6 separate regions of the Mus musculus genome follow, and all the other regions are linked to region 3. The links are chromatin contacts, called in public HiChIP or PLAC-seq and Micro-C maps. All regions are on one chromosome and are shown on one strand. The core of a region is the stretch at or near the end of the contact, and the rest is flanking DNA. Distances in the headings are between cores, read along the strand shown. Region 1 holds the start of C030034I22Rik (RIKEN cDNA C030034I22 gene). Region 2 holds the start of Zbtb14 (zinc finger and BTB domain containing 14). Region 3 holds the start of Tmem200c (transmembrane protein 200C). Region 4 has its middle 23 kb from the start of Gm36252. Region 5 holds the start of Arhgap28 (Rho GTPase activating protein 28). Region 6 holds the start of Akain1 (A kinase (PRKA) anchor inhibitor 1).

The links. Hi-C and Micro-C count contacts between places; a contact is called where the count stands out from the background. HiChIP or PLAC-seq counts read pairs in DNA pulled down with a chosen protein or histone mark.
Region 1: a Micro-C map of embryonic stem cells shows a contact between it and region 3, with 3 times the contacts expected there. The contact joins the promoter of C030034I22Rik here to the promoter of Tmem200c in region 3. A contact is called at or near these places in 5 of 39 promoter capture datasets (the 3T3-L1 cell line, cranial neural crest, frontonasal cranial neural crest and 2 more) and 2 of 484 Hi-C or Micro-C datasets (both in embryonic stem cells).
Region 2: a contact with region 3 is called in a Micro-C map of embryonic stem cells, with 2.7 times the contacts expected there. The contact joins the promoter of Zbtb14 here to the promoter of Tmem200c in region 3. A contact is called at or near these places in 1 of 39 promoter capture datasets (the 3T3-L1 cell line), 3 of 484 Hi-C or Micro-C datasets (all in embryonic stem cells) and 3 of 115 datasets of contacts at active chromatin or transcription factors (craniofacial prominence, embryonic stem cells and extraembryonic endoderm stem cells).
Region 4: an H3K4me3 HiChIP or PLAC-seq map of embryonic basal ganglia shows a contact between it and region 3, with 5 times the contacts expected there. The contact joins the enhancer-like site here to the promoter of Tmem200c in region 3. A contact is called at or near these places in 11 of 115 datasets of contacts at active chromatin or transcription factors (astrocytes, craniofacial prominence, embryonic basal ganglia and 8 more) and 2 of 9 other capture datasets (adipose tissue and pancreatic islet).
Region 5: a contact with region 3 is called in an H3K4me3 HiChIP or PLAC-seq map of neural tube, with 6 times the contacts expected there. The contact joins the promoter of Arhgap28 here to the promoter of Tmem200c in region 3. A contact is called at or near these places in 4 of 39 promoter capture datasets (embryonic stem cells, frontonasal cranial neural crest, liver and 1 more), 9 of 484 Hi-C or Micro-C datasets (Sertoli cells, adipose-derived mesenchymal stem cells, cortical neurons and 4 more) and 12 of 115 datasets of contacts at active chromatin or transcription factors (astrocytes, craniofacial prominence, embryonic forebrain and 7 more).
Region 6: a Micro-C map of embryonic stem cells shows a contact between it and region 3, with 3 times the contacts expected there. The contact joins the promoter of Akain1 here to the promoter of Tmem200c in region 3. A contact is called at or near these places in 3 of 39 promoter capture datasets (the 3T3-L1 cell line, cranial neural crest and liver) and 1 of 484 Hi-C or Micro-C datasets (embryonic stem cells).

Annotation. Positions count from the first base shown.
Region 1 is chr17:69,414,495-69,418,162 of GRCm38.p6, forward strand. It overlaps C030034I22Rik (RIKEN cDNA C030034I22 gene), which reads left to right and starts at 1,953. Exons shown (of 1, transcript NR_026848.1): 1 at 1,953-3,668.
Region 2 is chr17:69,382,539-69,385,941 of GRCm38.p6, forward strand. It overlaps Zbtb14 (zinc finger and BTB domain containing 14), which reads left to right and starts at 1,266. Exons shown (of 3, transcript NM_009547.3): 1 at 1,266-1,687; 2 at 2,883-2,966. The coding sequence starts at 2,964. It overlaps Gm49894 (transcription initiation factor TFIID subunit 4-like), which reads right to left and starts at 1,643. Exons shown (of 3, transcript XM_030250167.1): 1 at 1,562-1,643; 2 at 638-1,473. The coding sequence starts at 1,643.
Region 3 is chr17:68,835,026-68,838,411 of GRCm38.p6, forward strand. It overlaps Tmem200c (transmembrane protein 200C), which reads left to right and starts at 2,111. Exons shown (of 2, transcript NM_001206661.1): 1 at 2,111-2,508.
Region 4 is chr17:68,208,678-68,212,482 of GRCm38.p6, forward strand. No RefSeq gene overlaps it. Among named protein-coding and RNA genes, the nearest start is that of Gm36252, 23 kb to the left of the region's middle. Within about 2 kb of position 2,139, at least 30 of the 459 cell types and tissues checked have an H3K27ac peak or open chromatin away from gene starts, as enhancers often do. A contact at or near this core is called in adipose tissue, craniofacial prominence, embryonic basal ganglia and 2 more, where this site is marked.
Region 5 is chr17:68,002,117-68,005,960 of GRCm38.p6, forward strand. It overlaps Arhgap28 (Rho GTPase activating protein 28), which reads right to left and starts at 1,992. Exons shown (of 18, transcript NM_172964.4): 1 at 1,779-1,992. The coding sequence starts at 1,894.
Region 6 is chr17:69,437,672-69,441,530 of GRCm38.p6, forward strand. It overlaps Akain1 (A kinase (PRKA) anchor inhibitor 1), which reads left to right and starts at 1,655. Exons shown (of 2, transcript NM_001145192.1): 1 at 1,655-1,870. The coding sequence starts at 1,855. It overlaps A930029G22Rik (a long non-coding RNA gene), which reads right to left and starts at 2,569. Exons shown (of 2, transcript XR_003952217.1): 1 at 1,506-2,569.

The DNA.
Region 1 (3,668 bases), core at 703-3,202, 580 kb after region 3:
CTGAGTTTCATTATTAAAGAGGGATGAAGCAAGTTCATCTGGAAATCATTCATCTTGTTTGTTGCATGACTTTTGGAGAGATGAACAGAATTAATACCTAACCACCCAAGAGAGGACATCAGCAAATCAACGATATGATCCCAACTGAGTTGGCTTGGTGGAACCAATGAATCTATTGAGGTCAATTACAGGAACTGGTTGTACTTGACAGATCAGAGAAGGAGTCTCAGTTAAGGAAATGCCTCCATGAGATCTAGCTGTAAGGCATTTTCTCAATTAGTGATCAAGGGGAGAGAGTCTAGCCCGTGGTAAGTGCTACCACCCCTGGGCTTGTTATCCTGGGTTCTATAAGAAAACAGGAAGAAGCAAGCAAGCATCACTCCTCCATGGCCAAAGGTCAAAATAAGATGTAAAAGATCCTTTTAACTCCTAGACCAGAACACTGATAGATACGCCTTCAAGAATGTATTGGGACAGTAATTTGTATTTTGCTTGAGGAAGCCATAGTTATCAGGAGAAAACGTACATGCAAGTCAGTATAGACATTCTTGTTAAGCTTACTTCATCTCAGTCATTATGTGCACAGGAGGGTGCAAGGATGCCTAGCACACCTCAGTAGTTTTACATACTTTGACCAAAGAGTGTGGACGTCGTGAGAGAGACCCAGGTAGCACTGCAGTTAGGCAGATCTGGGACTGGCTGCTCATGTGTGCTTGGCAGTGGCACCTATCACCCCAGCTCCCATTCTGATACCTATTTGCAGTTCCCTGAACACGAACATTTTAATTCCTCTGGACCTTTTCAACTGCTATCCTTTTGCCTATAGACCAATAATTCCCCCCCCTCACTTTATTCCTGCTGATCCGTTGGATAAACTGTCCTAGGACGCTACCCTGACTCCAACAGCTGGAATAGGCACACCTTTACACTTCCAACACTCTCCCAACTGAAGCAAAATTGCACTGAAGAGTTTCTCCCTCTTCTAGTCATGAACTCCAGGCAGCATTGCCTTTCCCATAGCTCCTCCCCCTGGTGCCTCTCAGTCTGTGCCATACACTTGTCCAACTACAGTTGGACATCAAATAACAATGTGGGCTTTGCCATGCTCTGGAGACTTTTGTATTTTCTTTCCAAGACTCACTACTGATTTGGAAAGCATAAAGGGAGTGTTCAACTTTATAGACTATGAGGAGGGGCAGGTGATAGAATCCAAGTTCAGTAAGGCAAACATTTAAAGAGTCTTTGAGAAACCATGAGGGCAGGCTCAAAGAACTAGAGAGAAATCTAATGCTCTGATTTAATCTTATATTGTACAATAGATCTCTAAGTGTGGCCTCAACTATTGCTGGAAAAATACAAATACAAGTATCTTTCCAATCAGCCTGCTGAGAGAGGTTTCAGTTCTCTTTCTATTGAATAAGCATTATGCTTGGATGCTATATGTGTAACTGGACATCTGCTGAGGTGACTCGCCCAAAGGCTAAGTTGATGGAATCCATTATATACATACTCTCAATGGAACTAGTTTTTCAGTAAAAGAACTTGACACCACTAGCTACACGGAGGCCATCCTAAATGCACCAGGCAATTTCAGTACCCACAAATTTGCTCCCTATTCAAAGTAAAAAGCAAACATCCAATCTCTCTACTGGGGGTAGATTTAGCCTGGAGCCAAGTATTCACTGAGGTAGACAATGTTCCAGAAAGCTGGGAGACAGAAGTGATAGTTTCATGATAAAATTTTATTGAGATGGCTTCCAGGCCAAGGGGGAATCCATTCTTGGTTTGTAAAAGTGTTGAGAAACTGACTTAGCCCTCAGAAGAATGCACATGAATTGCAGAGAAACACAGGAAGTGGTGCAAAGATAAAGGCCTTCAACAAGAGCTGCAATTTTCTTGGAGTATACAAAGAATGAGTTTAAACAAACTTTTTTTTTTTAACTTTTTTTCCTCTTTTCTTTTTTTCTTAAAGATCTTTATAAGCAGAGAAAAACTGCCAGAAAACAGTGAAAGGAGCACAAAATCAGAATAGGGTTGGGGGGACTGCAAAAGCCAATGGTGGTGCTAGCAAGAAGCAATTAGTTTTAGTTTAAGGGAACAAGGCAAGTGGACACAGCTCAGATGGGGTGCTCCACTCATTAGCTCTTTTTTTTTTTTCCTTTTCTCATGAAACGTTATATTCACAATTTTCAGCAGGAAACACCCAACTCGCCCAAGCTGTGTTTCCTGTGTTTTCTAAACGGTATAATACGTTATTACAAAAGAAACAATCCAAACAGCCCTGTGGAGGGGTGAGAAGTAAAGAATAGTTTTATACTTAACCAGACACCAGATTATGAGGTCAAGTCATACAGCATCGTGAGAGATACAAGGAAAAACTGAAAGTGAACGCTTTCTGCCTGAACTTCTCGATCCAAAAAACAACCTTTGAGAAGAGGATGAACCAGAATGTGTAAAACTAAGTAATTCCGGGAGGAAACCCTAAGATGACCTGAGATATTCAGTCCAAGAGGGTGGGTGACACCATTTCAAAGCCAGTCTAAGAAAGGGTGGTTGAGATGCCTCTGGCAAACCCTTTCAACTTCTGAAGGTCCCAGCGCCAAGCGACAAGGGCCCTGGGCAGAGCCAAGGGAGAGCTTGACACAGACGGCCGCGGTCACAGGGCTGGAGAGTTAGGCCCCGGGTCGTGTGGTCTGGCGGATTCTATCCATTTCCGCCCAGGACGGTAAGAAACCCCAGAGACCGAGCCGTGGCGGAGCAGTTGGTCCCCGGTGCAGGAATTCGCTGTCCTCCCAGCACAGTGCACGGCTGGGAACCCGATCAGCCCGCGTGTCAGCTTGGGGCGGAGCCAAGCCTGGTCACCACCGGAAGTGCGTCACTAGAGCGGGCCGGGAGCGCAGGCCGAACCCGGAAGCAGGCCTGGCGTAGGCTGGAGCTTGGGGGAGGCGCCGGGTCTCTGAGATTTAGTGACCGAACTGCCCGCGCGGAGAGGACTGGCGGCGGAGAACTGCAGCAAGAGCAGGAAACCCACGGGACCGCGGACGTGCGCGAGGCTCGAGGCCGTGCTGCACCGAGGGGCTCGACTCGTGGCGCCGAGCGGTCACTTCCGGCCTGCGGGGGGTACTTTTTAAAGGGATAGCGGGTATTTCCGAAGCCACGGGGGCATCGCCACGCCGCGGTGTCGCCGCTGGGGCCGGGGCTTCTGTGGGTTCTAATGATTCTGCCGTACGTGCTTTGCCCTAATTGTCAACTGTTTTGTCAAGTCCGCGTTGGCTCCAAGAGAGACCTTCCCTGACGTTTTCAGTGCCCGCGGAGTGGACAGCCCCGGCGGAGCATCTGACCGCCCGCTCCCCGGCTCCCGCTGCAGCTGTCATTCACGTCGATGATGCTGTTTTCCTTAGAGATCCGAGTGTACAAATGGACTGATGCTGCAAAGTCCGTGGGTGGGGTTGGGGTGGGGAGAGTACTTCTGCCTGCCAGGTCTTCAGAGATGGGTTTACACTTCGATGAGTAGCGCTGACAAGCCACGTCTTGCAAGGGCGGTTGCATTCGACCGAATAGCACAGGTTCCCTTCACCGATATGAGCTCGGGTAGCATTCATCATCTGGAGGGGGATCTTTCCTTATCTACTTCTCCTTTCTACTGTTTGAAGTGTAAATTCGTCTTA
Region 2 (3,403 bases), core at 16-2,515, 550 kb after region 3:
GCCAGGCCGAGCTCAGCGCCCGAACCGTGCGCGCCCAGGGGCAGACATGGCCCACGCACATGCACACGCACACGCACGGGAGCGCAGGCTCCCCGCGTTCCCGACGCAGTGCCGAGGCCGGGCGCCGGCGGGAGCCCTGGAGTCGGGAGCTCCAGGAGGGGGCGGGTGCTCGAGAAAGGAGCTCGTGCATTCGCTCCCCTGGCCGGCAGAAGCCCCGCCCCGACCCCGCCCACCCCCTTCTCCCGCGCGCGGGCTCCGCGCGCCCCTTGCCGCGCGCGTGCGCGCGCGTGCGCAGGCCAGGGCTCTCCGCGGGCGGCCCCGTAGACCCAGGGAAAGCAACCACCCGTCAGGTCCCAGATTAACCCTTTCCTCGCTCGCTCACGAGGGAGGCCCCAGCCAGTTCCGTGCCTGCGCAAGCGGCGGCGCGCCTTCTCTCCCCCCCACTACCCCGGAGCCCGCACCGCGCATGCACGGGGAGGGGGGTGGTGGGGGTGTTCGCGGCGGGTTGGCTAGTGTGTGCTCGTGCAGGAGGAGGGCTGCCACCACCAGGGACGTGCACGATTCCCCCCCTACCCCACCCCCTCCCCAAACTCAGAAAAAAAAAAATTAAAAAAAAATCCAAAACACTGCCACCCACCGTGCCCCCGCGTCCATCCCGTCCCTGGCTTGCGCGCTGCCGAGCGAGGGAGCCCACAGCGACAGCGAGCGTCTGTAGCGGTGCCAAGCTGCAGGTAAGCGCGGGCCGGGTGCTGGAAGGGCCGGGGACGGGCGCGGGGACGCGGGGGCAGCCGGCGGCGGGCGCGGCCGGGGCGGCTGCGAGGAGGCGCGTTCCCGCCGAGCTCCGGGGCAGCAGCCAGCTGCAGGATGTGGCGGCGCAGCGCGGTGCGAGCGGGATCGGGGCGTGGGCCGCGGTTGGGCGTGGGGGGCCGGGCGTCCCCGGTGGCTGCGCAGGCCAGCGAGCGGGTGGGGAAGAGGCCAGGCGGCGGCCCCGCGCGCGCGCTCTCTCTCCGCGGCCGAGTTCATGGCCGCCTGGCTCTCCGCGCCGCAGTGCACCGCGGTGGGGGTGGGGACGGCCGAGCCGGGCCCGAGCGCGGCCCGCGGGGCGCCGCCCCTCGCAGCTGTGGTTTCCCCCGGAGCCGACGGGACCCCCCGCGCACGCTCCCCCGCCTGCGTCCGCCGAGCTCCGGGGAGCCGGCCGCGCGCCGCCCCCGCCCTTGGCCGCGGGAGGGCGCGGGAGGACCAGACGCGCAGGCCGCGGAGTGCGCGGGGCGCGAGCTCGGGGCTCGCGGGCGGAGCAGGGCGCGGCGCGGCGCGGGGCTGCGGAACCGGCCGCATGCCCGCTCCCGAGCTCGTCGCGCCGCCGGGGCTGCTGCGGGCCAAGGAAGAGAGCCTCGCGCCCGCGCCGCGACCTGGAGAAGTGGAGGATGGTGGAAGGGAAGGTGGCCCGTCGCTGGCGGGCACAGCTCAGGGGAGCTTTTGTTTAGGAGAGAATGCTGAGGGCTCGCTGCATCCGGCGGCTCATTGGCTGCGAAATGCGAATGTGGGCTCCCCACGCGCGGACTGCGCCCCATGTCTTTCGCGGGGCCCCGGATTCCCCACTCCCAAGTTGTGCGGTCGCAACAGGGAAGTGGTGTGGCCGCCATTGTCGCAGCTGCTCCGGAATAAGGAGGCGGCTGCGGCTGCTTATGTAAGTTTGCTTTGGGAAAGCCTGGCTCTGTGCTCGGTGAGGACGCCTTAACGCTCCCGCGATTTGGGGAGCTGCTAGCAAGGAGCTGCTTTATAGTATTATAGGTGTTGGGCTATGTCTTGTCCTACACCTACTTACACACATACTGGCAATGGTTATCTTCAGGTTTGACTCATTTGAACTTAGCAATGGGAACATCTCTATAGGGGGAAAAAAAAACCGAGCCGATTGCCCTGTGACCTCCTTTGAAAAAGAATTACACACTCACCAGAATCGAGAAGGCGTACGCACGCTGATATGTTGCCATAGCTACCATAGGGCCACTCTTCTCCCAAGTCCATGACCTCAGAAGTGCCACGGAGGGAATTTCTGCAGGGAATGCCTTCCCTTAGGCTGACTGCCGGCCCAGGGTGCATCTAGAACCCAGGAAGGCTGAGGTGAAGACTGGAGGGAGCATCCTTAGAAACTATCTTACCAGCCCTCACTCCGTGCACATGGGAAAGCCTGCTAACTCAGAGCCCTGTGATTCCTATAGTATGAACTTGTTATGGGTTCTCAGGATGTCGACCCTTTGGTGGAATCTCGGACAAAGTCATTGTGTAGGACTGTATTGTAACACGGCCACCTGCTTCTACTGCACTTGTGGGATTGGTGGTCAGTAGAGGAAATTTTTGTTCTTCAAAGCCTGTTGGGCTGCAGGATGTGGAGTTCTTTGGGTGAGAGTTAAGAACGAAAGAAAATTCTTTGAACCTGCATCCGGGGATGGAGGGAGAAAAATGTAAGATTTCTCCATGGCAGTCTTGGAGACAAGTTTGTAATTGTGTAGTAGACAAAGTGGCATGCTTATTTCTCCACTCTTTAGCTGTTGGGTATGTGTGTTCCTGCAGCCGTCCGATATTCAAACATGCATCTAGATGTCTATAGTTCTTAAAGGAAAATGTGCACCCAACAGGAAGTGGTGTGGATAAAGAACATATATGTGCTGATGTTTTCAAGAATATATACCACGGACTACTCCGGGTCTAGTCCTTACATAGAACCAGACCTGACTACTGTTAGCCTCACAGTGTCTCCCCAAAAAACGGTTCATAGGCAAGAGGTGGGACAGAGTGTTTTGTGACTCTTGTAAATACTTGGTTTAGGATTTAATGTAGAAAAAAAAAATCTTACTTAATCTGTGCCTTTCTTCCTGTAGATCTGGCTTGCCCCTGATCAGCCTGAGTCTGATCTGAAGATTTTGGTGTTTAAGGCATTAAGAACATAGCCTGAATTGTTCATGGTGAGTGTACCTTAGAGTAGTAAGCCTCAGACTATCATCTGGCATTTGATTTTAACATAAGTATCTCGGGTCTAGGGGTATCAGTAAGGGCTAAATCTACGTCCTCGGTTTAAGCAAGTCCCTGATCCCCAGTGTGTACACATACACACATTCTACACATACGTTTGTAATTCTACTTCCATGAGGAAAAACCTGTTTTCTTCAGACTTAAACTGGGTTGAATAAAAGTAAGACCATGTTGTTTTTACATAAAACACAGTATTTTTCGATAAGCTCTTGAACTCGCAGTGGAAGGCCTTCTGTGGTGGTTCTGAAATTACTTTGTTTTAAAAATATGTCTATACTTAACCAAGTACAGGTTGAACCTAAGTCCAAAATGTTCAAACTCTGAAGCTTTTTGAAGGGCAATAAGAAGCCATAGATGAAAATTCTGTGCT
Region 3 (3,386 bases), core at 861-3,360:
CAAAGAAAATAACTGTTACAGAGAGCAGTTCAAAGTACCCAAGGAGCTCAGTTTGGAAGGAAGTCTTTGAATAATAAACCATAAATATTATTACAGTCGTCAATGTAAGAAGCAGCTAGCTATATCCCACAGTCCCCGTGCATGTCCAGTTTCTCTAGATAGCGGCTTCTCTTCTCCTAACCCATAGAAAGAGTTTCTAATGTGCACCTGGTGGCTATAATTTGTGCACAAAGTGAAACTATTAATGGTTTAATCCACCCCAAATCTTAATGTAATTCTTTAGTAGAATTCCTGTGTGTATGTAGCCCTGTAGGACAGAGAGTAGGATTTGCCATTTGGTCCCTTGGCAGACAGCTCTGTAATGAAATGAGGCTTCGGGTCCAGCCTTTGTACAAAACACCAGATAGTTATCAGGGATTTAAGAAATGCAGGGATTCTGAGCCAAAAGGGTTTTAACAAACCACTGAAGGAGTTGGGTTACTTTTCCTTTGCAATGATTTCCGTAAAAGGAGACGTTCCATTGTGGGGCGGGAAGGGTTTCCTCTGCAGCCTTTTGTTTTCTAACATTTGACAGCTGAGCTAAGATAAGGGGAAGGAGTTCAGGTTGAAACTTCAATCAGAGGCCACCTTTCAAACATGCAGGTGATGGCCACCTTTAGGATTCACATACTCTCTGTCCCCTTCCATCGCCCAACCACCTCTATCCCCACCTCATTAATTATCATGTATGCTTGGCTTCTCTAATGTTCTCTTGTTTGATATATGCTCAAGATACTGTGTGCCTTTAGAAAAACCTTGTGGCTAGATCTGTGGGTACCAGAGTCATCCTGCTAAATTCTTGAACAGTAAGCAGCACCCACCACAGTCGCCATTACAAGACCCTTGCCTGGATGCCTAATTTTCGGGAGCCTTGATTTTATCTGCCTTTCTCTTCCTCTCTGCCTGAATCCTAGCCACGTCATTTTAATAACTAATTGAAACCTGTCTAACTTTCTTAACACTCAGTGGGGAAATTCCATTTGAAAATTCTTTTCCCTGTCATTTCTACTATGTGCTTGAGAGAGAATGAAAATATGAAGATAAAAAATAGGATTTCTCTCTCCCTCGTGTGTGTGTGTGTGTGTGTGTGTGTGTGTGTGTGTGTGTGTGTTCTTCTCTGCTTTTCAAATGACATAGAGAGTTTGAGTAACCTCCCTACCCCCATTTCTCCTCTTTGAAGCTAACCCTGATTGCCATTCCCTAAGAACGTGTTTCTTTTTGAAGGCTTGGGTTACCCCAGAGGGTAGAGGGAGGGAACTGTAGGGCCTGCCTAAGCATCTTTCAGCCCATTCTAACCTCAGAAGAGACTCAAAGGCCCATATTCCAGGGAGCCCTTGAGGTCCCTTAAGGCCAGTTACACAGCCCAGTTCTGCTCAAGTGTGATAGCATTTGACAGAGGTTTATGTGAGTCCGGTGGTGAGAGCACCTAGTTTGTGAGCCCGCTCCGCTCCGCTCCGGCCCGTCCTGGCTTGGTTCGTTGGGGGGGGGGGGGCACTTACTGTGTTCTTGGGGCATCCACGCTGCAAACTCTCAAGTGTAGGTGGGGTAGGGGGCGAGGCTGTGTGCACTGTAATAAGAAAAAGGGAGAGCAGAGAGGATGGGAGCCTGAGGGACCAGAGACCTGAAGAATAATCCCTGTCTTCAGGGACAGCATCACTCAGATCCTGATGGGGAACTCCCTGGGAGGGGCTGGCGTTTCTCTGGATCCTCTTGGGTTAGGTGCTCAGACAGGTAGTTGGGGAAAGAGAACCAAGCTGTCAGCTGAGGCTGAAGGCGTTTCAGCTGCGTTCAGAACCTTGCCTTACACGATCGCGCCCCGACCTGGTTCAAGCACGCGGTGCAGGTGTCGCCTCCCCTGGTGCCCCTCTTGGGAAGGGGGACAAGTCGCTGTCGAAGGGACGGACGGCAGGCTGGAGAGGAGGCGGGGGAGGGGCTGGGGGTAGAGGGGGCGGGGCGGGGGGCGGGTGCCCCCCTGAGAGCCAAGCCGGGCCGGGTACCTACTGCCATCCTGCCGCAATTTCCCTGTGTCATGGCTCCGGTCTCTTAGCAACAGCCGCCAGTCCGGCCGCCCGGAGCAGCCGCCGCGGGCTCAACTCCACCCGGCGGAGCCCGGCGCGCCGCAGCCACACAAAAGAGGCGCAGGGCTGGAGAGCGCGCGGCCGCAGGGTCGGCAGTGTGCGCAGCGGGAGGGGACCGTGGCAACAGGGAAGGCGCGCCCGAGGGAAGAAGGGCTCCAGGCGGCGCGCGGGATGCGGAGGACCTGACACTTCTTGGAAACTCTTGGAAATGGCTTCCGCCACCGCGCCTGAGGGGACTGCGAGCCCCTGGCGCAGGTTCGTCCCCACCGGGCTGTCCAGCCGCTCTCGCTCCCGGGGCTCCGGGGCGCTGTCCCTGCGCTCCGCCGTCGGCTCGGGCTGAAAAGTTTCTCCATGGTTCTTTGTGTCTCCCGAGCTGCCCCGGTCTCCCTGGGTAAGTGAGCGATTATTGTTTGCTTAGAGTGCCTCCATTTTGAGCATTTCTGTCAATCCCCGGCCTCCGAGCGCCCTTCACTAGCCCTCCTGTCCCCGAGCCCAGGCCCCTTGGCCGGTGTTCTGAGTCAGGTGTTCTCCTGGGCGTGCTACCAGGACTGCGCTGCCCAGAAAAGGCGAGTTGGGGATTGCCTTCACTTCACTTGAGGCGGACTCGTAGCTGCTGCACTCATGTGACTAGACCAAAGCAAGGGCAAGAGACTCGCGGCCCTGAGGGCCAGGGGCCGGGGGTCGAGGACCTGGGTTGGGTGCAGGGCACAGCATCGCTCACAATCTGGGGCCCTAAGTCTTTGATGCTGGGTTCTATCCATCATGAGCAGAGAACTTGATTCTCTCTCTTGGAAGCAGTTGTATTTTTAGACATCCCTCATTTGATTTCCCCATCCTCCATTCCTTAACCAAGGCAGGACTCGCGCCAGGCAGCCAGTTGCAAAGGCAGACAGATCCACTGCTAAGTTTGTTTTCCTTCCTTTGGTCTAAGGAAAGCTTGGGGGGGGGGGGCTTTTCTGTGTCACCTGACCTCTGTCAGTATTCTGTGTCAGATCGTGATATGCTGAAAAGGAGTTCGTCTTTCAAGAGAGCTGGAAGAATAATAAACTAGGGAATAATTAGAAGCTATTAAACTAATTTTAAACATCTTCTGTAAACCTTGTTAAAATCTATTCCAACTTTTCTTATATTCTGCTGGATGTAAAGCTGGCTTGCAGAAGAGGAATGCAGAAAGGTGCCTCTTTCATGACATCCAGCTCCCGGGGGGCATCTCTCTTCAGAGAGCCACCCTGGCTGCTGAAGCTGGCTTTGTTTCTAAAATGCCTAGAC
Region 4 (3,805 bases), core at 889-3,388, 630 kb before region 3:
GTTGATTTTTAGACTAGCTAGGAACTAGTCATTCAAAAGAAGGAGATCAGGGGTAGAGAGGGAGAGAGGGAGGGAGAGAGTGAAGAAGGGGGAAGGGAGGGAGGGAGGGAGGGAAGAGGGAGGGAGGGAGGGAGGAAAAGAGAGAGGGAGGGAGGGAAGGAGGGAGGGAGGGAGGGAGAGGGAGGGAGGGAAAGGGAGGGAGGGAGGAAGGCAGAGAGAGATTGAGATCTTAATAATGGAACATTCCCCCTGCTCCCACCAAGTCCAAGATAAGGGAGGCTCCCAGGACTTAGATTCAATATGAAACCACAGAGCCTAGAGCCATACAAGAGCCCTGGGGCTGTTGCTAAGGCCTGGGATGTGTTGCTAAGGCTTTCTCTCTTTGAAGCCAAGAAGGAGGAAAGGGGGAATCTTAACACTTGAGGATTAGTGAGATGGGTACCAGATTCTGCCTTAGACCAGGGTGTCTCAGGTGGCCACAGTTCCCTGGATGGGTGGTGGGAAAGTCTCTGCCGGAGACTGCGGGTTTTCAGGGCACTTATAAATCAGAGCTTCAAAGACATTTCTGTTGTTTTACACATCCAGGAGTCCCTTCTAATCTTTCTCACTTCCTCTTTTCTCTCCGTTCTTCTCAAAAGGAATGACTGCCAGTCATCAGTCAGTGTCAGTCTCCTGCTCACCACCTCCCCTCCCTTCCAGCCTCCGGGGTTTTCAGGCTCATCTTGCAGGGCCCCACTCTCCCCACTTCCATCCCCACCCTGGGAGATTTCTCTCTCCCTAATTACCTAGTCTCTCTTCACTGCCACTTGTTACAACCTGCAATTATTTGGTTTATCAATTCATTTGTTGGACGTGAAGCTTTGTTTGTTTATTTGTCCTCACTGGAATATTTACCCATCTGAGTGGTTACTTATTCAGGCAATAGTTATAGATGCTACCATGTGCCTAGAGCTGAAGAAAACAGCGAAACTTCTCTTGAGCGAACGGAAGAGATCAATAAGTCAAGAAGATATAATAATGTACAAGTTAAGTGCCTGGTATACCAGGCAGCTCTAGCTGCCAGGAATGGAGAGCAAGGAAGATGAAGACAGAGGGCAGGGTATTGGAAGGATGGGCTGTGACTTCGATGCTTATCATTCTGCCCAGATGCCCATCTGGTAGCTCTGCCAGGTACCGTGTAGCTGATCAATAAATGTGACCAGGAAGGATGGTAGAAAAGGCAAACACCTGCCATGGAGCCTTGCAAGAGTCTACAGCTGGAATTGCTGTCATGCTCTGGAAGGGGTAGGGGGCGGGGTGGAGAGGTAGGGTAAAGAGTGTGGGAGTGTCTTCCTTCTTCTTAGGCTTCATATGGTCTTTGAATTGACTCTTGGGTATTCTGAATTTTTGGGATGATATCCACTTATCAGTGAGTACATACCGTGTTTGTTCCTTTGTGACGGAGTCACCTCACTCAGGATGATATTCTCAAGTTCCATCCATTTGCCTGCGAATTTCATGAAGTCATCATTTTTAATAGCTGAGTAGTAGTCCATTGTGTAATATACCATAACTTCTGTATCCATTCCTCTGTTGAGGGACATCTGGGTTTTTTCCAGCTTCTGGCTATTATAAATATGGCTACTATGAATATGGGTAGGAGAGGGGGAATGGGATAGGGGGTTTCCGAAGGAAGGGGAAGACATTTGAAATGTAAATAAAGAAAATATCCAAACACACACACACACATACACACACACACACACACACACACACACAGAGTGAGGGAGTGGAGTTGAACCTTACTGTCTGCAACCTCATCTTTTGAAATCTCACTTTCTGTACCCTCCTGCTCTGCTCAACTCCTGGGCTAAGCTCCTCTGCTTTAGAACAACATTTCTTTCCTCTGTGACAGAGGTGACTGCAATTTTCCCCAGGGAATGCGGCCATAAATATCCACATCAAATCTAACACACTGGTTTTGAGCTATGGCCAGTCACGTGGGCAGGAAATGTTAACACTTCTTTTCAAGGAACGATTTTAATTACCCTGACAGGTGATCAGGGGAGAAACCTTGGTTTTCATTTGAGCTGCAGCCCAGTCACTCCTCATAATTCAGTCCACAGGAAACTTGTTGACGGCAGCAGAAGTTCTGATAGGCGGCTTTCAGAGAGGGGGCGGGGCTCCCCTGAGTGAAAATCCGGGCGAGTTCAGAAGGTTAGAGCTGCAGTTGCAGAGCCGCCAAGTCCCCTTGTAGGGACAAATTTGCGATGAAAAGCCATGGAAATGAATTTGCACAAGGAAAGATGTTCATTATAAATGGGTGCCCGTGTATTTTGCACATAAAATGCCCTATTTGCATTTGAAACCAGTATGATAATCTCTGAAACTAAGCTAAGGACTACAAGTCTCCTTCCCTGCCAAACACCACTCTGAAAACAACGCCACTGATTGGCTTTTGGATCACACCCGTTGTCAACTTGGACAAGAAACAAACAGTAAGAGGGCACCTTTCCTGACAATGTTGAAAAAAAAAATCTATATATTGTTTATTCTTTGGGGGGCAAAACTTGTTATAACAAGATCCAAAAGAAAGGTCCGTTAGGTACTGACTATCCCACAACCTGATGCATCGAATACAGCTTTTAATGCACAGTTGGTTTTGGCCTCTGAAAGTTTTGTTGAAAATTCAGCCTGTATTTCCTTTAGATTTCTTAATTATTCATGCTAAGTGGAAAGATCTTTTAATTATTCAGCTAATCCCCCTGTGTGGTAAAGTGTTTATTGCATCCTTATTACACATGTTAGCTTCCTAGTTAGACATAATTGGGCAAGTGATAATTCTGTTTTTTAGGGGACCCATTCATACCCAGCATTACTTCAGGCATAGATTCTGAGTGAATTATTAATTATAACAAAATTGCTGAAGTCATGCTCCAGCAGGGCACTGATCACAGCAAGCTAAAGCAGGATAACCTTCCCAAGTTGAAAGCCGCGTCCACCCTCATCATTCTTGGATTCAAGAGAGCTTCTATAATGTCCCCCACCCCCACCCCACCCAGCAGTTGATCAATAATGTAGTAAGAACTTAAGAAGCAGATAGGATCCACTGATGCCATGTGCAAATGTGATATCCTGAGTAAATACACCAAACAGGAACATGCCATATGAATGCACACCTTGCCTATCACAACATGACCCTCTAAAGGCCCCCTGTTAGAGGCCCCCAGCTGCCTCTCAAAGGTGAGCTGTGCACACCACTGCACGCCTATGTAGCCTCTTCCTCCCTCTCTGGAGGCCCCCACGTGGACTGCTGGCAGAAGCCCATTCTGTATTTCCCCTGAACAGTACAAGGAGGACATGTGGAGGCAGCCTCCTGATCTTTGGTCAAGACACTGCTGAGAATTATGGTCCCTGCTTTTTGGAATACCCAGGCTGCACCTATCACTCACAGACTGGACAGCACCTGCTTTTATCAGCCCTCCCTCTTCTCCTGTGTTGTGTTTCTGCTCTACAACCCCTCGTATCCTTCTATCCCCCCCCCCTCCCATAGCAAAGGACTCTGACACAAGCCTTTGTGTCAGGACACGATTTTGCAGGAACCCAGCCAGCCGAATACAATATTTGGTTTATGTCTTTTAAACCAGAACAAATATATCATTTTTCCCTTCAAAGCAAAAACAGATACAATCCAGGGAGGAAATCACTAAGCTAACACACAATCTGAAACAGAACTAATAAACTATCTTAAGAAACAGAAAATGGGCAAGGGCAGGCCTGGTCCTATGGTCTTTCACTCTCCTGGCAAATAGGATTGGGTGCCTGC
Region 5 (3,844 bases), core at 742-3,241, 830 kb before region 3:
AATGATCTCTTTGGGAAGTCAGAGCCCACTTTCCCAGAGCCAGACTGCTCACTGTGCCACCAGTAGGCTCCAAATCCATTCGCAAGTTTAAAGAACGCATGTTCCTGAATGAGAGGGGTGCATTCTTCCAAAGCAGAACAATACCTTCTTGCTTCTTGGCTTGAAGGAAAGAATTGATCAGTAGCTAGTAAGTCAAAGGTTAATAACTGGGCCTGATAATTTCTGTTATCAGGCACATGATGGATGATGTAGTATCCTCTAGCTCCTAGTAAACACGGGAACCTCTATTTTCAGTGCTTCTACTGAGGGCCAGGGAGTTAAGCTATCCTCCCATAATTCTGCTGGGGGGGGCTGGAAGGAGGGCTGCACACTCCCATCCCCCGCCTCAGAGGAGGGAGTAACTGAGGGTCCTCTGGAGTACAAGGCAATCGGCAACATTATAAACTTAGACCCAACTGGTTTATGGTAAAGAACTGACTATGATATCAGTCAGCTCTCCCACTCTCACACATTACCATTCTACAAGACCACATGCTGAGCTAATAAAAAACAAAATCTCCCTCCAATTTGCTTTCAGCTATCTGGCTGATGCCCACAGGGACAGCTGCTAGGGTTTAAGCTACACCCAAGCCACTTAAGAATGTAGAAAACTGGCCCCTGCCTTGCATCCAATCCCATCTATTTAGTCAAGATGGTACTTTCTTCTAAAAGAATTACACACTCAATACAAAGAAGAGTTTGTATCTTCAAGCTGAGTCAAAATGATGTGCGTGACTCCGACTGCCGGAGAAAACTGGTACATCTCTCACTGTCTGTTTTAAAATGAGATTTGACTCAACCTGCTCTCTCTGGAAGAAACAATAATTTCTTTGTTAGCGAAGACCAGTATAATTCCTAAGCCAGTGCGATTGGTTCATCTCATGGATACCGTCCAAAGCATATTATGTGACATAGTCACAAATCAATTAAATTGGGAAACAGCAGTAATTATAATCACATAAAGTTAAGAGTGTGAGGAAAAGCAAGTAATTGAAAATAACAGTGATGTAAGATGCCATTAGGAGATGATATCAAAACACGCATTAGCGTAGGCTTCAAAATAAATAAGTAAAAACGTCCACTGATATAGTCGTAGAGAATAGCAAAGGAACTTCCCCTAAACACGCCAGACAGCAAACCATCTCACATTTGGAATATTTTTGACCATCCGTCTTTGGCGGAACAGATGGGCATGCCAGAGCAATGTTCTCCAGATCCCTGGCTTACTAAATGCACATGGTCACCCAAAGAAATAAACAGGAATTGCGTTGGTTGCATACAATCGGCACCGGCACTCATCAAATAATGACATCACTGTATTTAAACAATTGAGGGTATTTACAGTAGAAGTGAAATTGTTATGTCAGTGAAGGTTTCCTTTTGAGAAAAACTTTAGCTTCAAATAGTTAATCTGAGTGTCTGCGAGAACTTTTTTTCTTTTCAACCGACTTGTGTTTGGGTTCTTGGTAATATTTTAAAATTTCTCCAGTACATGGTGAGAGTCTTCCACAGAAATGGTATGTTTATCTAACTCTTGATAAAGTTGCGTCAAGACTACAAGTACCCCGCTAGCCTCAGCCAGCCACACACAGACTTTTTGCCCAGGCTGTTTCTCATCTCCAATCAGGATCATACAAAGAGCAGTCTCAGTTATCAACTCCATAAAAACTTGCCTAAGCGCTGCCCCCTCCCCGCCCCGCCCGGCGCGCGCGCGCGCGGCCCGCGGTGCCGCTCCGTACCTGCTGAGCGGATGGCTGGCCCGGGACGCGCAGCGTGGCTCAGCGCCCTGCGGTTGCGAGCGCGCGTGCGAGTGGTAGGCGGTCAGCACCACGCCGCCCGAGTCCTCCACCTCCATCCTCAGCGGCGCATGTCCCCGCGCTAACCCAGAACAAAGACCGAGACCAACGTGGACTAGCTCCGGGAGCGGGTCAGCGGCCCCGAGCGTCCGGCGCCCCAAGGCTCTGCGACTAGGACGGCCCCGCCCGCCCAAGGGCCACGCCCACAGAGTACAGCGGCAGATTAGCATACAACGCGGGCCACGCCCACAAAACAAGGCGCACCGATTAGCATAACTAAGAGCCACGCCCACAGAGTACAACAGACAGATTAGCTTAATACACCGAGGGCACGCCCACAGAGTACACCGGGCCGATTAACAAACACTGAGGGCCACGCCCACGGATCCCTGCTTCTAGGAAACTGGAAACCTGCCTGGAGCTTGCGGCTCCAGCCAGCAGCTCTAGTAAAGTTTGTGTTTTTCTTCCTTTGTTTCTCCTTTCCTCTTCTCAACCTCCTCCTCGGCCCCTTCAGACGGGAGGCTTATCCCATGGCTAGGAACATTTCCTGCCTGGCAGTCAGAAGTGAGACAGAAACCATGCCTTAGGCAAGGGGAGAAAGGCTAGGTCTGGAATGGGTGCTCTGGGGAAGAAAGGGAGAAAAATGTGACACTCTCATTTAAATGTAACACTCTCATCTGAATCGGAAATTGAAGAGCTGAATGGCACTGACGTTTGCTAGTCTAAGTGACAGCGAATTCGATTTCCCTTCTGCCCAAGCCATTCCCTCTGCACGTGCAAGCCTGAGCTTCCTTCCCATACCCTCAAGACTGCAACGCCAGACTCTTACCTCATTCCTAACATCCCTTTCCTCCACTCAGTTGTGGTCCCTGACAGATACTGTTTCCAGACTGTCTGAAAAGTACTCCTTATTGCCACGGGCTCCATGAATGCTATTTTCAGGGGGCTTTTTAAGGGAGAAGATTATAAACACACATGCACACACACACACACACACACACACACACACACACACTGTATATAACATACCCAAAAGTGCAATATAGTCTTTCTCCTGATTGTGTTTCTGGTTGGAACTGCTTTCAAAATTCTCTCCCTGTGAAACCGCTTAGAGATCATCAATCAAAGCCCCCTCCCCCACCTCTTACTCCCCGGCCACTTTCCAGAAATGGCTCTTGCTTTGTTACAGGAATAATTTCATTCTGCTCTGTGATGAAGGTAGACTCTCCAGACCATGCCTTGTGTGTTTCTTTGCTCTGGTCTGGCATCCACTTGAGTGACTCCTAATAGGTCGTGGTCTTTTTTTTTTTTACCTCCCCCCTCCCCCAAAGGCCAGATGGAACCAGGAAACTTCTCAGAATGAAACACCAAGGAGTAGAAAGCCTGAGGGGAAAACCCACCACTAACTCATGATCAAATTACCATTTTCCAGCAAGTTGGTGCTTTCTACTCAACTGGAAGCTGCTGGAAGAACTGGTCTCTCTCTCTCTCTCTCTCTCTCTCTCTCTCTCTCTCTCTCTCTCTCTCTCTCTCATATCCCAGAGCCCCTCCTGTTTCACATAGCACACACTCCAGAGAGGAAGGTGTGCTGGATAGTGTTTATCAACTTGACACAAGCTGAGGTCATCTGCGGGGAAGGAGCCTCAATTAAGAAAATGCCTCCATAAGAATCAGGCTGTAGGCAAGCCTGTAGAGTGTTTTCTTAACTAGGGACTGGGGGAGTGGGGGTAGCCCATTGTGAGTGGTGCTGGCACTGGGAAGGTGGCCCTAGGTTCTAAAGAAGGCATGCTGAAGAAGCCGTGGTGAGCAAGCTAGAGAGCAGCACCCCTCCATGGCCTCTGCCTCAGCTCCTGCCTCCAGGTTCCTGCCCTGCTTGAGTTCCTGCCCTCACTGCTTTTGATGAAGAACTGTGAACTGGAACTGGGAGGGAAATTAACCCTTTCCTCCCCAAGTTGCTTTTGCTCATGGTGTTTCATTCCAGTAATAGTAACCCTACCTAGGTCAGAAGG
Region 6 (3,859 bases), core at 405-2,904, 600 kb after region 3:
GCAGATGCCTCAGTTCTTGTAGTATAGACGAGATGGGCCAAATAGGGTGACATATCCAAGGTTAAACAGTGAGTTAATGGGGAAGGTGCTGGACCTGCGTTTGCATCTGGTTGATCCTTAAGAATGTTTTCAGATGTTCTTAACACGATATTTTCCTGTGGATATTTGTTTATGCATTCGGTGAGTAAAGGCCATGAACACACAAAGTTGTAAAAAATTAAGGGTGGTGGAGGGGTGTTTATTTAAAGCAGTCGGCAGTCATTCAAGCAAATCTCAAATAGTGCTTCATGTGTCCCACGGTGCTGAAACTAGAGGGGCAGATAGTTTTTGTTCCCAAGGGTTTGGGTGTATCTTGGGCATATGAGAGGACTCCACCCCTTTGTGCATGGGTATTTTTCCTACCCATTGGCTGATTTGCATCGTGCTGAGGCAGGCCCCATCTGTTTCATCTCCTATGACACCAGGTGCTAAGAGCATTTGTGACTGTGTTGTGTTGAAGCTGCCCAGATGCCTCCATGATAACCGTAGTTCAAGATTTGTGAAACTATTTACATTTTCAACCTATTATGGCTTTGAACAAACTCGGTGCCAGCCTGGCTATTTAAATGCCTATGTTTGCCAAAACAGGGTAGAGCTTAAGGCTTTTAATCAAATTGTTAGTACTGTGCTTTTAGAACAGCGCTATTATTTCCAGGAAAAGGTGAAGAATGCCCAAAAACTCTGATTGCCTTTGGTTTTGGACAACCCCATTCAACTACAGAGATGGAGGATAAAAGCCAAGGCAAGGGGATCCTTATGTGGTTTTTGACTCTGTCACTGAAACCCACACGCGCGTGTTGCAAGCTGGTGGCATCTAATGAGCGTTGCCTACACCGCACCAACATTAATCAGGGAACAGATATCTTCAAGTGAACTACGGGTTAGGAGCCTGCAGTGAGCATCCAGCAAGTCCTTGTTCAGGGTGGAACCAACTGTAAAGGGCGCAGATACCAACTGAACCAGATCTGGGCAAGCTCTTAAGTATGTAATCAATGTCAGAGATGTTTTTCCTCATCCGTGCAGAAGTTGGAGTTTGTCCGAGACATGTCTCATCTGTACTTTTTTTTGCAGTGACTAACACCGTTTCCTCTCAGGCTATGACCTTGAGAACCTGCAAATGTGGGAGTTGACCCAGTGGTCACGGGGAACAGGACCCGCGAGCAGCGCCCTTGTCATGCATGCATTGCAAGGTCATCCTGTTTTTCTCTTTTAGCTCTCTTGCTGACATTGAGAGGCCTGGGGCAGCCAGAGAAGTCGTGAACAGCAAAGACGGGTTAACTTGGTGGTTCCTCCCTCTGTTCAGAGACAGCCACACTCCAAGAACTCAGCCTCTGGAGTAAAGTCTAGTGCGATGTGGGGAAAGGGACAAACTCATCTTAAATGTCAGCCCGGCATCCCTGGGGGTGAGTGACAGCAGGTAGTTAGAAGCAATTAGTTGTGCGCCTGCCGGGAAACCGGGCAATTACCTTTCTGTCTGGCTTCCCCTTCCGTCCTTCCTGCTTCGGTGGAAGCGGTAGAAGCGCCCTGCTCCTTCGGCGGTGAATCGCCAAGCTGGCGCGGGGACCGAGGAGGAGCTGAGCCGGGTTGCCTCTCCTCCTCCCGCCGGCGGAGCGGTGCATTGTGGAGGCAGCGCGCGCCCAGCGCTGAGCCGCGGCCCGGGACCGCGCGCAGGGAGCTGTCCGAGGTGCTGACCGTCCCGCCCGCACCCTGCGCGCCCGTCTGCTCCCGGCCCCGCGGTTCCCCGGTCCCCCGTCGGCTCCCGCCCTCTGTCTGTCCACCTCTAGAAACCCAAGGGTGTAGCGGCTGAAGGAAGTCATGGTGTTCGCTCCAGGTACTCTTTTATCTTCTTTTTCCGCAGACGTCCAGGCGGGGAGCGGGGCGGGAGGCGAACGCACCCGGAGGGAAGGCCTTTAAGACGACGGGGGTCCCTATGCGTGCTTTGGAGTTGCAGTGGCCCGGGGGGTGGAGACCGCCGGGTCGCCCCTCTCCCACACCCGCCTCATCTGCAACCCCAACCTTTCCGTCTCACAGTCCCGCCTGAATCCCGGCACCCGGAGTGAGCACCGACACCTTGGCAAGTGGCCCACTCGCCAGCATCGGACCTGCGCGGGTGTGCGGGCGGGGAGTGGGGAGAAGGATACAGGGCTTGGGGCTCCTTCTGTGGGAGTCTCTGTCGCCGCCTCTCCTCCCCTTCCTTAGAAGTGGCAAAGTGCCCTGCTTCCTTCCTCCGGGCCTCCAGAGGAGGTCGAAGGCAGGGGAGCGGGGCGAGGGGAAGAGGAGCGCTAGCCCTATGGATTTGGATCTGAAACTCTGTCGGGACTGCAGCAGGAGAGAGGCTACTGCGGCGCCGCGGGCGCTTGCAGCGTCTTCTGCTGGCAGGTGGCGAAGGACCTTCGTCCTTTTGCTGCGATTGGAGGCTACAAGTTGAAGAGTCAAATTTATCTGAGGTTGGCGGGTTTATCAGTCTCTCTCCTCTCTCTCTCTCTCTCTCCCTCTCCCCCCCCTCTCTCTCTCTCTTTCTCTCTCTCTCTCTCTCTCTCTCTCTCTGTGCACGCGCACGCGCGTTCAGGTGCTTCTGCTAGGGCCTCGACCTAGGTGTGTGTGTGTGTGTGTGTGTGTGTGTGTGTGTGTGTGTGGTGGGCTGAATGAAGCGTGGACCCGTTTATAGTTAACATTTCTACGTCCAAAGTTTCTCTCTCTCTCTCTCTCTCTCTGGTTTTTCTCTTTCATCTTTCTAACCTTCTTTTTCAGTTTGCCTGCCCTGACTCCCTCTCGCAGTTCCCCTTCTTGTTTTTGTTTGTTTTGGCTGTACTTCTTTTTAGGGGCAGTGTACAGCAGGTAGTAGGAAACACATAGCATCACTCTGTCAGCTTTGGGGGTCTTTAATTTGAGAAACAGGTTTGAAAATGTCCTGGGCAGGGGAACAGACATTGGAGAAGAAAAAGAAAGCATTTCTAAAAGGAAAGAATTGGGTCTGGTTTTTACATTTTTTCACTGAAAGAAGAGGAAGCTCTCCACCTGTCAATGACCAGTGACAGTCCCTGAGTCCCCGAGAGGTTAGCTAAGGAGACAGGATCCACAAGTGCACATGTGCCTTAGAGCAGTGGTTCTCAACCTGTGGGTCTCGATCCCTTGGGTTGAACGACACTTTCACAGAGGTTGCATATCAGATGGTATTTACATTACTATTCACAACAGCAGTAAAAATAAAGTTATAAAGTAGCAACAAAAATAATTTTATGGTTGGGAGTCACCACATAAGGAACGGCAACAAAGGGTTACAGCATTAGGAAGGTTGGAAACCCTTGCCTTAGACTAGGAATGTCGCTCTCCTTCCAAAACAGATAACTTAAGGGAAATGAGGTGGAGGTCCAGTCTGTGTCGGTCAGTCAGCGCAAGGTCAGAGAGTCAGAAAGCAGCAGGTCTCAGTCAGAACAGCTCTTGTCTCCCTCTGACTCAGTCGCCCTGTGGTGTGAGCAATGTTACCGCTTCCTGGGGGGCGGAGCTGAGGTTCTTTGGAGTTAGACTCCGCCTCTTTAAGTCCTCAGAGCCATTCCTCTGAGGAGACACACCCCAGCTACAGAGGTGCGAGGTGGAGCAGTGTCTAGTGCTATGTTGTGGGATGTTGTTATCTATTCAATTTTCCTACGAATGAAGGGGTGGAGGCAGTGTAATGAACTTAGACTCCTTCTGGAGGGGCAGGCGGTCTGGATTTAAGCAGCTCAGAATTTCAACAGATGTTGTTGCCATCTAACCTTCAAGTTTGTGTAGTTCCTGTTTATCGCAGTGGAGGAAAATAGTGATGATTCACATCTGCCAA